Regions from separate parts of the Mus musculus genome. Here all the other regions are linked to region 3. A link is a contact called in public HiChIP or PLAC-seq and promoter capture Hi-C data. All regions are on one chromosome and are shown on one strand. The core of a region is the stretch at or near the end of the contact, and the rest is flanking DNA. Distances in the headings are between cores, read along the strand shown. Region 1 overlaps Clnk (cytokine-dependent hematopoietic cell linker). Region 2 holds the start of Zfp518b (zinc finger protein 518B). Region 3 overlaps Hs3st1 (heparan sulfate (glucosamine) 3-O-sulfotransferase 1). Region 4 overlaps Clnk (cytokine-dependent hematopoietic cell linker).

The links. Promoter capture Hi-C pulls out the DNA fragments that hold promoters and counts their contacts. HiChIP or PLAC-seq counts read pairs in DNA pulled down with a chosen protein or histone mark.
Region 1: an H3K27ac HiChIP or PLAC-seq map of VIP interneurons shows a contact between it and region 3, with 6 times the contacts expected there. The contact joins two enhancer-like sites. A contact is called at or near these places in 2 of 39 promoter capture datasets (frontonasal cranial neural crest and neural stem cells) and 5 of 115 datasets of contacts at active chromatin or transcription factors (SST interneurons, VIP interneurons, differentiating embryonic stem cells and 2 more).
Region 2: a contact with region 3 is called in a promoter capture Hi-C map of hippocampal neurons, with 4 times the contacts expected there. The contact joins the promoter of Zfp518b here to the enhancer-like site in region 3. A contact is called at or near these places in 6 of 39 promoter capture datasets (the 3T3-L1 cell line, frontonasal cranial neural crest, hippocampal neurons and 3 more), 2 of 484 Hi-C or Micro-C datasets (embryonic fibroblasts and granulosa cells), 9 of 115 datasets of contacts at active chromatin or transcription factors (SST interneurons, bone marrow-derived macrophages, differentiating embryonic stem cells and 6 more) and 2 of 9 other capture datasets (adipose tissue and embryonic stem cells).
Region 4: an H3K4me3 HiChIP or PLAC-seq map of forebrain shows a contact between it and region 3, with 8 times the contacts expected there. The contact joins two enhancer-like sites. A contact is called at or near these places in 2 of 39 promoter capture datasets (hippocampal neurons and liver), 1 of 15 datasets of contacts at CTCF or cohesin (liver), 121 of 484 Hi-C or Micro-C datasets (the 4T1 cell line, the AML12 cell line, the AtT-20 cell line and 71 more), 16 of 115 datasets of contacts at active chromatin or transcription factors (PVALB interneurons, SST interneurons, astrocytes and 13 more) and 1 of 9 other capture datasets (embryonic stem cells).

What each region holds. Positions count from the first base shown.
Region 1 is chr5:38,706,565-38,709,310 of GRCm38.p6, reverse strand. It overlaps Clnk (cytokine-dependent hematopoietic cell linker), which reads left to right. Exons shown (of 19, transcript NM_013748.3): 19 at 2,543-2,746. The coding sequence ends at 2,710. Among named protein-coding and RNA genes, the nearest start is that of Gm22779, 8.1 kb to the right of the region's middle. Within about 2 kb of position 1,445, at least 18 of the 459 cell types and tissues checked have an H3K27ac peak or open chromatin away from gene starts, as enhancers often do. A contact at or near this core is called in VIP interneurons, where this site is marked.
Region 2 is chr5:38,683,159-38,686,126 of GRCm38.p6, reverse strand. Zfp518b (zinc finger protein 518B) reads left to right here and starts at 1,301. Exons shown (of 3, transcript NM_001177902.1): 1 at 1,301-1,448.
Region 3 is chr5:39,624,072-39,627,045 of GRCm38.p6, reverse strand. All of the region lies in intron 1 of Hs3st1 (heparan sulfate (glucosamine) 3-O-sulfotransferase 1), which reads left to right. Among named protein-coding and RNA genes, the nearest start is that of Hs3st1, 19 kb to the left of the region's middle. Within about 2 kb of position 1,700, at least 56 of the 459 cell types and tissues checked have an H3K27ac peak or open chromatin away from gene starts, as enhancers often do. A contact at or near this core is called in PVALB interneurons, SST interneurons, VIP interneurons and 10 more, where this site is marked.
Region 4 is chr5:38,786,948-38,789,765 of GRCm38.p6, reverse strand. The region is part of intron 3 of Clnk (cytokine-dependent hematopoietic cell linker); the gene reads left to right. Among named protein-coding and RNA genes, the nearest start is that of Clnk, 88 kb to the left of the region's middle. Within about 2 kb of position 1,400, at least 27 of the 459 cell types and tissues checked have an H3K27ac peak or open chromatin away from gene starts, as enhancers often do. A contact at or near this core is called in PVALB interneurons, SST interneurons, brain and 4 more, where this site is marked.

The DNA of each region.
Region 1 (2,746 bases), core at 196-2,695, 920 kb after region 3:
ACAGCCCCCAAGCCCTGCAGGTTGAGAAAGGCAACATCTACTTGGAGCTTACTGTGTGCCAGGCATCTTATGAGAAAAGGCAACCCACAGAGATTCTTCCCGCTGCTATTGGAAGGCACTGAGCCCTGCGGTAAGAGTGAGATAGATGGTCCTCATGTGCCTTCGAAGCGCAGCCTGATCCTTCTGCCTTACGGAGGATCTTCGAGTCCTTAAGAGAATGGAAAGAATCAGATGCAGGATTCTCTGCTGAAATGCAAGCCAAGTCCCAGCTCTTCCATCTGTGCCCAGAGAGCATCACCAGCAGGAAATGCATGAGGGCTTCTGGGGACAATATTCACTTTGTCCTGTTTTCATCTATCTCATGGGGTTCGTAATGGCACAGGAAGACAGTAGCTCCTAATTCGGGGGACCTGAGTGTGAGATGACTTGATATAAACACCATTGTAGGTACACAGAGGCAGGTGCTTAGGAAGTGTCCAATCCCATCTGAACTGATGCTGAAAAGCCCTTTCCTGGACGCTATGTACTTCAGGCAAAGGTGAGAACCACACATACCACAAGGGCTATTTGTACTGAGCCAGATCCAGGGAAGGCTCTCTACCTGTCTGCCATCCCTACCAAACACAAAGGGCAAGCAAAGCCATGTGTCCCCCACAAAAAAAAAAAAAAAAAAAAAAAAAAAAAACCTGGGAGGCCACTCAATTGGTCATTCTGCCTCATGGGAAACACTGGCTGCTCCCTGACTAGAATCTCATACTGACGCATGACTGCGCTGTGGACCCGTTCCCCTCCTGATGATAACCTGGGATAGGCTCCTCCCTTTGAGAGCGCATTTTACCAAATAAAACAGTACTGGTATTTTCAACACATAGGGTAATAGCTGTAGATTCTAGGTCATAAGCATGGATATATTAAATGTACAACACTTAGCTCAAGATGCCCTGTTATTCACTAACTGGACCAGCAACCATTTTATGGGTACCCAGGGATACAAGACTCATCCAATGCCCCTTTCTGCGGACACCTGAGCAGCAGTGAGTTTCTAAAACTCATGATAAATGTTTACTTGACAACTTGAACTGCTAAGACTGAAAGACAGATTAATAATAACATGTGGGTTTCTTTCTCACCTCCCCTGTCTTCTTCCTTATTCTTTTCTTTTTCTGTCTCTCTCTCTCCCTCCCTTCCTTCCTCTCTCCCTCGCTATCTCTCACTCTGTTTTTCTAACAAGGGGGGGGGAAGGAAGTGCTGTCTATAGTTTGCACATAGGACAGACACGAAAGATTTAAACAGACTTTGGAATCTAATATTAGGACATTTGACATCCATTCTTCTCCTAGGGGAAATCTAAGATAAAAATAGGAGCTTAATTACAGGCCTTCTCCCAGGCTTTTCAGGCAGCATTGCAGCTGTGGGCACAGCACAAGAGTCTCTAAGACTGGGGTGGGAGTGTGGTTTACTGCACCTGCCTTGTTTCCTAATACTGTGGTTCCATAGAAACGACTCATGGAGTAGACTAGCGAGGGAGGCTATTGATATCAGATTGATTACTTTGGAACAAAGCTAAGGAAAACAGAAATGAGAAGAGTAAGCACCTTGCTCCTGACCACTGCCGCCAGGAAGAGACCTCCGTTAGCTGTCTGGGAGCCTGTTCAGTGGATGAGCTCTGCACAGAAAGGTTCTCTGCACTGGCTGCTTTGTTGAATGTAAACAAAGAGGAAGAAAAACCTATCCATGGTTTGAAACTGGAAGTGAAATTCAAAAACTCCCTTTCTTTGTAAGGCTTATGAAGTTGGTCTAGGGCGCATCCCATGGTTTCACACTTACGGACCCTTGCTGTGTGCTGGAACATAGGGAAGACTTTCTTCCAAATGCTGTCTATGCTTGAGGGCCACTGATGCTCACAGAGAGTCCCAGAGGCAAGTCCTAATGTCACCACCACTGTTGGCAGACAGAAAAACTGAGTGCAAGAAGTTTGCCTCAGGTCACACAGCTAGTAGATGGGAGGACAGCCAAGGTTTGAACCCATGGCCTTCATTGGTGGTGACCTCACAACCCATCTAAGTCATGGATGGGAAAGCATCGATGGATCAGGGAGGATCTTGAGCTAGGAGGTCTGACACGGGGCCAACTCTGGGGACAGGAAACTTAAGAGCTACTTGTGCTCATTTGTGGTCCACAAGCACTTTGATTCCCATTGTCACCTCCTTGTGCTTGTCACGCATCCTTCAGTAACTCATTTGCTACATACATCCTCAAGACAAAATGACACGGCCAGACATGTTGGCTGGCACCTATAATGCTGTGAGAAGACCGCTGCAAGTTCAAGGCTCATCTGGATTACAGAGTCCAGACCAGGCTGAGCTTCAGGGTGAGGGTCTTATCTCAAATGACACCACCAATAACACCTTCTAATATATCTCTCCACAATGTCAAAACTACAAAACCGGTCCACCTTCCCTGAGCAACATACAACAGCTTAGCCGTGACTTGCAGGCAGCAGATGTCCTCAGAGGCACTCACTCTTCTTTCTGTGTTTCAGATGTTTGATTCTGTGGAAGACATCATTGAACACTACACATATTTTCCCATTCTGCTAATAGATGGGAAAGACAAGGCTGCACGCAGGAAACAGTGCTACCTCACCCAGCCACTGCCTCTCGCCAGGCTCCTTCTCACTCAGTACTCCAGCCAGGCACTTCATGAGTAAGAAGCCCAGCCAGATATCCCCGCATCAGTGGCCTGG
Region 2 (2,968 bases), core at 52-2,551, 940 kb after region 3:
AGGCAGGTGGATTTCTGAGTTCGAGGCCAGCCTGGTCTACAAAGGACAGCCAGGGCTATACAGAGAAACCCTGTCTCAGGGGAAAAAAAAAAAGAGTTGCCTTGTGTCTGTTCACAGCAATAAGACCCTAAAACAGGAAGATAGCTTAGGGTGTGGTCAAAGGCATTGTCTCATAGAGCAAGGCAAAGAATCTCTGCCCAGACTTTCTATGTCTGGTACCTGCTCTTTCAGGGGCTGGGAGCTTGCCCAGCAGCTGGCATTGTGACTACCTCTTCTTCCCAAACTCCACTCCTCCAGGTTGGATTTTGCCAAAGCCCGCCATCTCTTTCCAGCATCCAACTGACATCTAGGCGCTGATCTTTGCCACCCACCCAGAGGAAGGAACTGGAGTCCAGTCTTGGCTTCTTTTGCAGAGCTTTGAAGGAATCGTCTGCCTATTGCCCATGAAGGATCTGCACTTCACAGTGACGCTGCTCCCATGCAACCTTGCTGAGGGACAGTTTTGGTTTTTTGGGAAGCAGCATCAAAGTCACTTGTTGTGAGCCCACTAGCCATATGATTCCCTTCTTCACTTATTGTGAGCCCACTAGCCTTATGATTCCCTTCTTCACTTATTGTGAGCCCACTAGCCTTATGATTCCCTTCTTCCCTCAGAGTGGGACTATTTAAGACTGTCTTTTATCCAGTAGACTGTAGGTATGAACCTAATGTGAAAAGGGACCATTTACCTGCAGACATTGAAACTTAGGAGATAGACACAAACTCCCACACACTAAATGAGCTCATAGCATCTTCTGACTGTCTCTCCATCAATCCTTTCCCTGCTGACTGTCACAACGTGCACGAGATGAGGCCTTAGCCTTCAAATATGATCTTCCTTAGCTTTAGAAATGACTTCGTCGAAGCTTCTATGCCTAAGCCAGCTGCTAGCTGTATCCAAATCTAGGGCTGCAGGCCCATCTCCTTCACTAGGGCGCCCCTTGAAGCTGTGATGGCTGAAGACTTGAGCCCATTTGTTGTCGCTTCACTTACTTAACTGTAGAACTTCAAGCTCCTTGAGGGCAGGCACCAAATCCACCCTCCGCAGGACCCAAGGAGGGCCAGGCGCCCATGGATAGTCCATTGAACCCAAAGAGAAACGCACTCAGTTCTTTGCAGAGGAAGCTGCAGAGTGTGCAGGACGGAGGGATGCAAACACTGCACCCAGTGGGTGCGATCGCCCCCAAGCTCAGAGCCCACAGCCCAGGGGCAGTGAAGGGGCAACCTCAGGCGCCCGCCTCTCCGCTGCAGTCGCGCCGCATTGCGCACGCGCGCCGCCGGCCCGACTCCGCCCCCCCGGGTAGGGACCTACAGCGGGCGCGGCGGCGGCGGTCTGCGGGCGGTAGCCGGCGGTCTAGACGCCTGTCCGTCCGCTGGGATCTGGGACCGTGCGGTGCCGCGGCGTCCGGGTGAGTGGTGGTGCGGGGCGGTAGGGACCTGGGCGGGCGCGGCCGGGCGTGGCTCCACGGTTCCGCGTGCGCGCCTCCGGGCTAGGCGGATCGGGTCGGAGACCCACGGCCCACCCTGCGGCCTTTGTGCAGCGCCGGCTCAGCCCCGCGACTTGTCGCGCCGGGCGGTTGAGCCGGCTTTTTAAAAGATGCCTCGGCCCCGAGCAGGAAGTGTCGTCAGGAGGCCATTTTTAAAGCCTCTCGGCCTCTGAGACTGGCTTGACGCGGCTTTGGCTTTCAGCGTTTGGAAGACACCCCATCTGTGACCGGCCGGCCCTGAGGGGACGCGACGGTGCGACTCTCGCACTCGCACCTCGCTCAGCGCCACAAGGCGCCCTGGCCTCGCCGGGCAGAGCGTGCATCCCTGCGAGCGCGCCAACAATAAACTTGAGGACCACGCTGGCATTGTCTTTGGAGCGGGTGTCGGGGTGGGCCTGTCCACAGAAGACCTGATTCTGGGTGGGATGAGTCTTGATGTCACCTTTTGCACGACAGCTCCATCGCAGCCTTTCAGTTTGATCCTGTTGCCTGGAGTTAAGAGATTGGGTGCAGATTAAGGCTAAGGAAAGGGTGCAGAAAAGGAGAAAGAACCAATGCAAAGTTTATGACCCGAAAAGGGAAAACCAAAAGATCGGAAATACCAAACTCCTCTTGTTTGTTGGGTATTTGATCTACCCCCATTAAATTACTTCTGCTATTAAAAAATATAGAATACCAACAATATTTATCAATTTTTAAAAGTGAACCATCAAGCACGTTGTCCTATTGAAAAATAGCCTACCAACCCAAACTCAATGTTGTGTTTGAGCTCTTAAAACATTACACCTTAAGTTTAGAGTTGAAATCACCTTCGAAGACAATTCCCCGAGCACCCTGAGCTTGCAACACTTGCTACAGAAGAGTAGCCAGCTAGCTTGGGAAGGTGTCTCAGTCCCGCTAAGTCACACATACAAAGTTAAGCCCAGTCCAGGACTATACCGGAGAGTATGCCCTTCCCAAGGATTCTGGAAGCCCAGAAATATTAATATGCTTGGAGTGCCATATTCAGCCTTTTAAATTGCAGGCATTATCCTTATCGAAGGCGTGCATTTATTTAAAATATGTTTTTCTCTTGAATCTGTTATGTTAGCCCTGGCAGGGGCATCTGATGTATCCGGCCCTGTTATGCTGGTGGCTGTTGAAGACTAAAGGGGGGCTTTGCCTTCTCTCCTGGCTTCCTCTGGATGGCAGTCATTAATTTTCAGCCCACTTAAAGAAAGCTATATTTTCTTTCTTGTCTATCTGCCATTAAGTAAGAGGGTCTGGGACAGTGTGTGTGTGCAAGAGGCAGAACAAAGGGCAGGTTCATAATTGTCACTGCCAGGGCTGCCATTTTCCTTAGGCACTCCTGGATCCTCTGAGTCAATGCAATGGCCGGCCTTTCATGACCAAGTCTGCTGACACTGTGGTAAGTGGGGGTCCTTCCCAGTGAGGATTCTCCC
Region 3 (2,974 bases), core at 451-2,950:
TCCAACTCTCACTAACAGCATGTGATCCACACATACCTACCCCTGTTTTCTGCTACAAACAACCTAGAATGAATGTCCTGTTGAGGGTTACGCAGAGCAAGCCCTACGTCTCCCCCATGATTGTGGCCAGGCATCACCTGACCTGTGGTCTCCCTCTAGGCACGCCCTGCTTCTTCGCAGTTTTCTCCCATTGGAGCCTCTTAGTTGCTGGCTCTCTTCATGTTCACTCAGAAATTCTGTTACTAGCTCCTTTATGGGTGTCTTCTACTTGAGTGGGAACTCTTTAAAGACAATGCGTGGATTGCTTACATATCTCTAGAATTCTATCCAGTTCAGAAACCTTACAGAAGCCACTGTGTAAGTGCTCACCTATAGGCAAAGTGCATATCTTAGGTATCTGAGCTTACAGGTTTGATTTACTCTCCATCTCATTTTTTTCTTCCCTTGTTCTTATCTGGCAACGAATAGCCATGTACTAATTAATAAAACCCAATATCTCTCACTTAAATGTTCATAGTTGGATCTGGAAAACCTTGAGTATCATTCCAGTCCCTGGACTTGGAGGACATCTGCCTGAGTTGACAGCAGCTACCTCTTTAGACGGACTATGTGCACAGCTTGCTTGCTACAGCCCCTAACAGTCAACTGACTTGTGTGATGTCATCTGCCTGAATCCAGCAGACAGTCCTGTGCTTATGGAGTGGAAGTGCTACCAGCAAAGAGCTTAGTTCTGCTGCTTCCCTGAGGGCTATGAGCTAGTGATACTGCTCTAGCAGATACTCGAGACAGGCGCTAACTCATTGCTCACTCTCCTGGAGGTTGAGATCTCAAGATTAAGTGTTGAGGACTCAGTACTTTATATGGTTTGGTTCCTGGTCTGGGTACAGCTTCCTTCTTCCTTGTCTTCACACATGTTGGACACATAAAGAACTCTCCTCATTGCCTTTCCTTTAGAAGGATGCCTGTCCTTTCAGATTAGGACCCTGACTTCATGACCTCACCTAAACCAAATTGCTTCTCAAAGATGCTGACCTTCAACTACAATCATATTGGATATCAAAGTATAAATACTGTCAAGACATTCCTTTAAAGCTGGCCTAAGAAATAAGACAAATCCTTTCCTGAGCTTTGTCTAAGTAGACAAAGAATTTGCTTTGCATTACACATATTTCCTTGCACATGTAAACTGTTCTAGTCTCCCTTGCCCAACACAGATCCAAAGGGACTTGTGTTAATAGGCATCTGTGTTCATAGGGGTTTGAGTTTGCAGGCATTGGTTTAAGGCATCATGCTACCCTACTCTGTGTAGCATCTTGGTGCACAACTTTGGAGCTTTCGCTTTTTGTCTGTCTCAGTTTCTCCTTCAGTGAGTAGGTACCATGACAGGTAAGGATGTTGGTACATGGATTTTGTGGCTATCATACCACGTGTATCTTGGTATTTCTGGGAAAATATACAGAACCCATGAGTGTTGGCCACATGCAGCGTGAGGGCTGACCCTCTGCCCTGCCCACGAACTTTCCTGCAGCTAAGAAAGTGCCTGCCAGAGGTTGAGGCACAGCTGGAGCACCCTTGCTGCAGCATCCAGCTCCAGCCTCCAATGTGCTGGCAGGCTCCATTTCCCCTCAGCTACGTGGTAATATGAAAGGCCCTGTTCGCTCTCCTGTCACAGGGCTCTGCCGTGTGCTGCCTCTGCCGCTGTGTTTCTGTGTCTAATGAAGGATTTATTTAGGTCATTGCTGCCTTCTGTGCCCAACATGAAGCACAAGGAGAAGGAACGCTGCCCCCCTCCCTTCTCCGGAGCTGCAGCAAGTAGCATCTGCTGTTCTACTTCTGTTGGGGGTGGGGGGCTGGCCGGTGTCTTAGCAAGACCCTGTTCTGTGCTGTCCTCAAACAGAGAGCCTAATCCTGTCTGTGTGCCACTGTCCTTTCTTCCTTGAGCTTCTGTCTGGTTGAATCACTGCAGCAGTTTGGCTCACGAACAAATGCATTTGACTAATTATCATCCTCTAGATCCTATTTATACCACGAAGCATTTTTTAGGGATAAAATTAGATACCATGATTTGAAGGCATGCCATATGAACAGTGTCCTAAACAGCCCATACATACTATTTTATTTAATCCTTACAATATATATATATATATATATATATATATAGGGTCAGTGCTCTTGAGAGTTTCAGAGCTTTCCTGCGGGTTTTAAATTCCAGAGCTGAGGGAGGAACCTAAGGTTTGGCTGGAAATCGTCTCGCTATTTCCAACTTCTTGTTATCTATCATCTTCCTGGAATGACTCCACCTCTGTGGCCAGACTGATCTCTCTCGCTTTGTTGTGTACCAGGATTGCTGTTAATCCTGGGTTTAAAATCCAGCTAAGTCCACCCCAGCGAAAAACAAACAGGGAAACAAAGGACAGCCCCTCCTCAGGCCACCGCACTGAGAATCGTAGTGGGCACTGAGATTCCAGGCCTCTTCCACGGACCCCTCGGTGTCCCTGAGAACTTATGGGCACAAAACTTCACACCTCTCCCCAAACTTTTAGAGTACCATTTTCCTCTTTAACTAGACCTTGTAAAGTTGGCATGTCCTCTCCCACTTGGACGGCTGCAGTACTTCAGATAGTGTGTGACGAACAGCCTGGAGGGCTGGAGAAAAAGCTGGAGTCACTTCCTTCTAACACCTCCTCAGGGTCCTTGCATTCTAATCTTGTGCCTGAAGGGGTGGATGCTGGGATGTGCCTGAAGGGGTGGATGCTGGGATGTTGCTTGACCTCCACCTTCCCTTATGGCAGGAGATAGGATGCTCTGATTCTGCAGGGGCAGCAGGATACCTTCCAGTCCTTGCCAAGCTATGTCTCCCCAGCCCCACCCTCACCTAGATCCTATCCGGTAATGTTCATTATCCAGGTAACCTTTTGTGGATTTGGAGCCTTCCCACATTATGGAGGACTCCAGGGAACTCAGAAAGCTTGGA
Region 4 (2,818 bases), core at 151-2,650, 840 kb after region 3:
GCTCTTCCCCCATCCCCCAAGACCATTGGACATCCCAGCTGGCCCATTTCCAACCACTCTGTGTGTTCCTAGATTACCTTACTGAGACACAGTTTTGCACATCTTTGCCACGCCAAACTTTCCACTGTACACCTCCAGTCACACCAGCCCGCTGAGTCCTCCAGGTTCTCCACCCTCTGACTATTCCGTGTGTATCCAAACCTTAGGCCCGTAGTTCTCCAGTGAGAACTTCCTCCTCTAAACAGGGTTCACCAGTCTGGGTGTGGAGCACCTTTGGCTCCAGAGGGAATCAATCGTCTCGTCACCCACCTGCAAATTGAAGGAGTTGCTAACATCTCTAATTCACCATCTGGCACAAGTGTTCTATGAGAGTCCGAGGGTGGAGACAAAGACACTGTTCCTCAGGACAGTCTGTGTGCGTCCCAATGCAGACATTCAAATTAAGGGGAGGGGGGGAGGACTGAACTCAGAAATTGTGTTCTCTTTCACTTCTCTTTATATTTAAAATGAGTTTAGTACTTTCTAACCACATCAGCTGTCTTTCAAAAGCTACAGAATCTTATTCCAGAGTAACCTTCCAATTTTGCGAAGAGAGGTTAAATAAGATGTAGACTTAGAACCAGTAGCGCTTGGAAGCTTGGGTGATGAAAAAAGGCTGGTGATGTAAGATCACATGAATCACTTCCCTCAGGGTTTGCTACCAAATTCCAGGGAGCAATGAGTTATTAGTCTCTACTCCAGGAGTTCAACCCTGGAGACATGGCTCAGCCCCATCTCTACGGGACCCAGAGAGCACACCCGTGTTCCCATGGATAGGAGTACACTGTATCCTCACATCCAGTGCGCCAGGCTGCAGGAGAAGTGGGGGAGGGGAGTGTTTGTTTTAGTATTCTTTAAAAATTAAAGCTCATTAAATGCATTCAATTATTTAAAAGAATTAAAAATTAAAAATAATTCCAGATTTAAAATTGATTTGTAATAAGCTTTCATATCAGAAAACCACAGACGTGTGAGGATCAAATCTTGATCATCCTATAGTTTTCAAAGTTGCCTGCCACCGTGATGACACCTGCCACACACGCAGGAAGTGCAGAGGAAGGAAAAACCTGCTTCCTTCAGGCCCAGATGTGAAGGGGAGTCTATAGCTGGAGAATGAGGGCAGAGGATGCTGCCAGTCTTGTGCTCTTTCCAGCTGTGGTCCATTTGCACATGGTTATGTTGTTGATGCTGTTGACAAAAGGAAGCCAGAATACATCTTGTGATTCCCTGGCAAGGGGCAGCTTGCTAACATGCTGCCCTCGCTGGAGCCCAGGCAGAGCATATCAAATCCCCACAAAGTCAGCTAGCAGCGTCTTTCATTCGTCACCGTCGGCTGTCAGGCTGCAAAGAGCATTAACACGGGAGCCTTTCCAGAGAGCTCGGCAGCTGCTAGTGTCAGGATGATGTCCACACTCCATCCAGACAGACCCACAATGCCCAGCCTCCTTCTTCTTCTATCTCCGGCAACAGTGCCAGCCTCCCCACCCCCAACCCATTTTTCCAGCTCTCTGGATCATAGCATCAGGCTCAGCTGGAATAACGGCCCCCTTCCCTGTTTTGCTGAGACTTCCTCTGCTAATTCACATGCTTGCATTGACGCACAGAGAGCCACTAGGGTGCAGAATCCCCCGAGGACATGACATATGAATACCCGACTATCTTGTGGAGCCCCACCCAGAGTGAAGCAGATCAGCCACTTTCAGACAGCCTTGGCAATGGGGAGGATGCTTCCAGATGCACAGCCCTTCTGCAAGCTGTGTCGCTGCTCTAGGCTTGGGAATAACATGAAACTCGGGGTGGAAACCTGACTCTGGCAGTAGTTTGTTGTGCCACTCTAGGCGGGTTAAGTTTTAGTTACATCTGCTGAGTGGAAGAGATCTCATTGGCTTAAAACCTATGGCAGAAACCGGTATCTACTGCCTCCAAACATGTTCTCCCATCTCTGTGTGTAACTATTACTTGGTATGACATAAAAACCCATAACATGAGATCAGCTCTCAAACATTCGAGCTGTGCACACAGCTCTGTTAATTATGCACATGCTGCAGCTACTAAACCTTACCCCTAAGACCTATTTTCTTGTAAAAACCAAAACACTGTACCCTTAAATGCTCCACCCTCCTCCTGCCCCCGGGCAGCCACCCTTCCTTTCTCTGTCATCAGAACAGCAGTGCTGGATAGCACTAGGCTCTTCACAGCACCTGCGTAGTAACACCTATGGCTTTCTGGAAGTCAAAAGGAAAAGTGGGGACTGGGCTGTTACCTATCTGTAGTCCCAGCACTTGGGGGGCTGAAACAGGAGATGGGGAGTTCAAAGCAAGGCCAACTGGACCATAGAGAGAACTTGTCTCAAAAAAAATCTATTAAATGATCAATCCATAAATCTAAACTTAAAAAAAATGCATTCGAGGGAAAAGAGAAATTGAGAAGATAAGTGTAAGTGTGCTAACCTGTGCTGAAAAGATTGCTCAGTGCCCAGGCAGACAGGCAGACAGGTAGACAGATGAGCAATGTTTTTTTGTCATCTTTTGTTCACTTGTGTACCAAAAGGCCTCATCCCAGAGTCCAGGGAGAGAAAGAACACTACCGTGGCTCAGGTCTCAACTCTCCTGCCTAGCATTCCATTCTAAGATCCTGGGGAGGCCAAAGGCAGAAGGCAGTGGGTGTTGAGAGTCCTCCCTGGTTCCTGCAGAAGACTTTGCCTTTGGCACAGAAGTTCTTACCTACATCTGGCCCACTTTAGAATCCCAGCCTGGAGTCAGTCCCTTGGATATTTGCT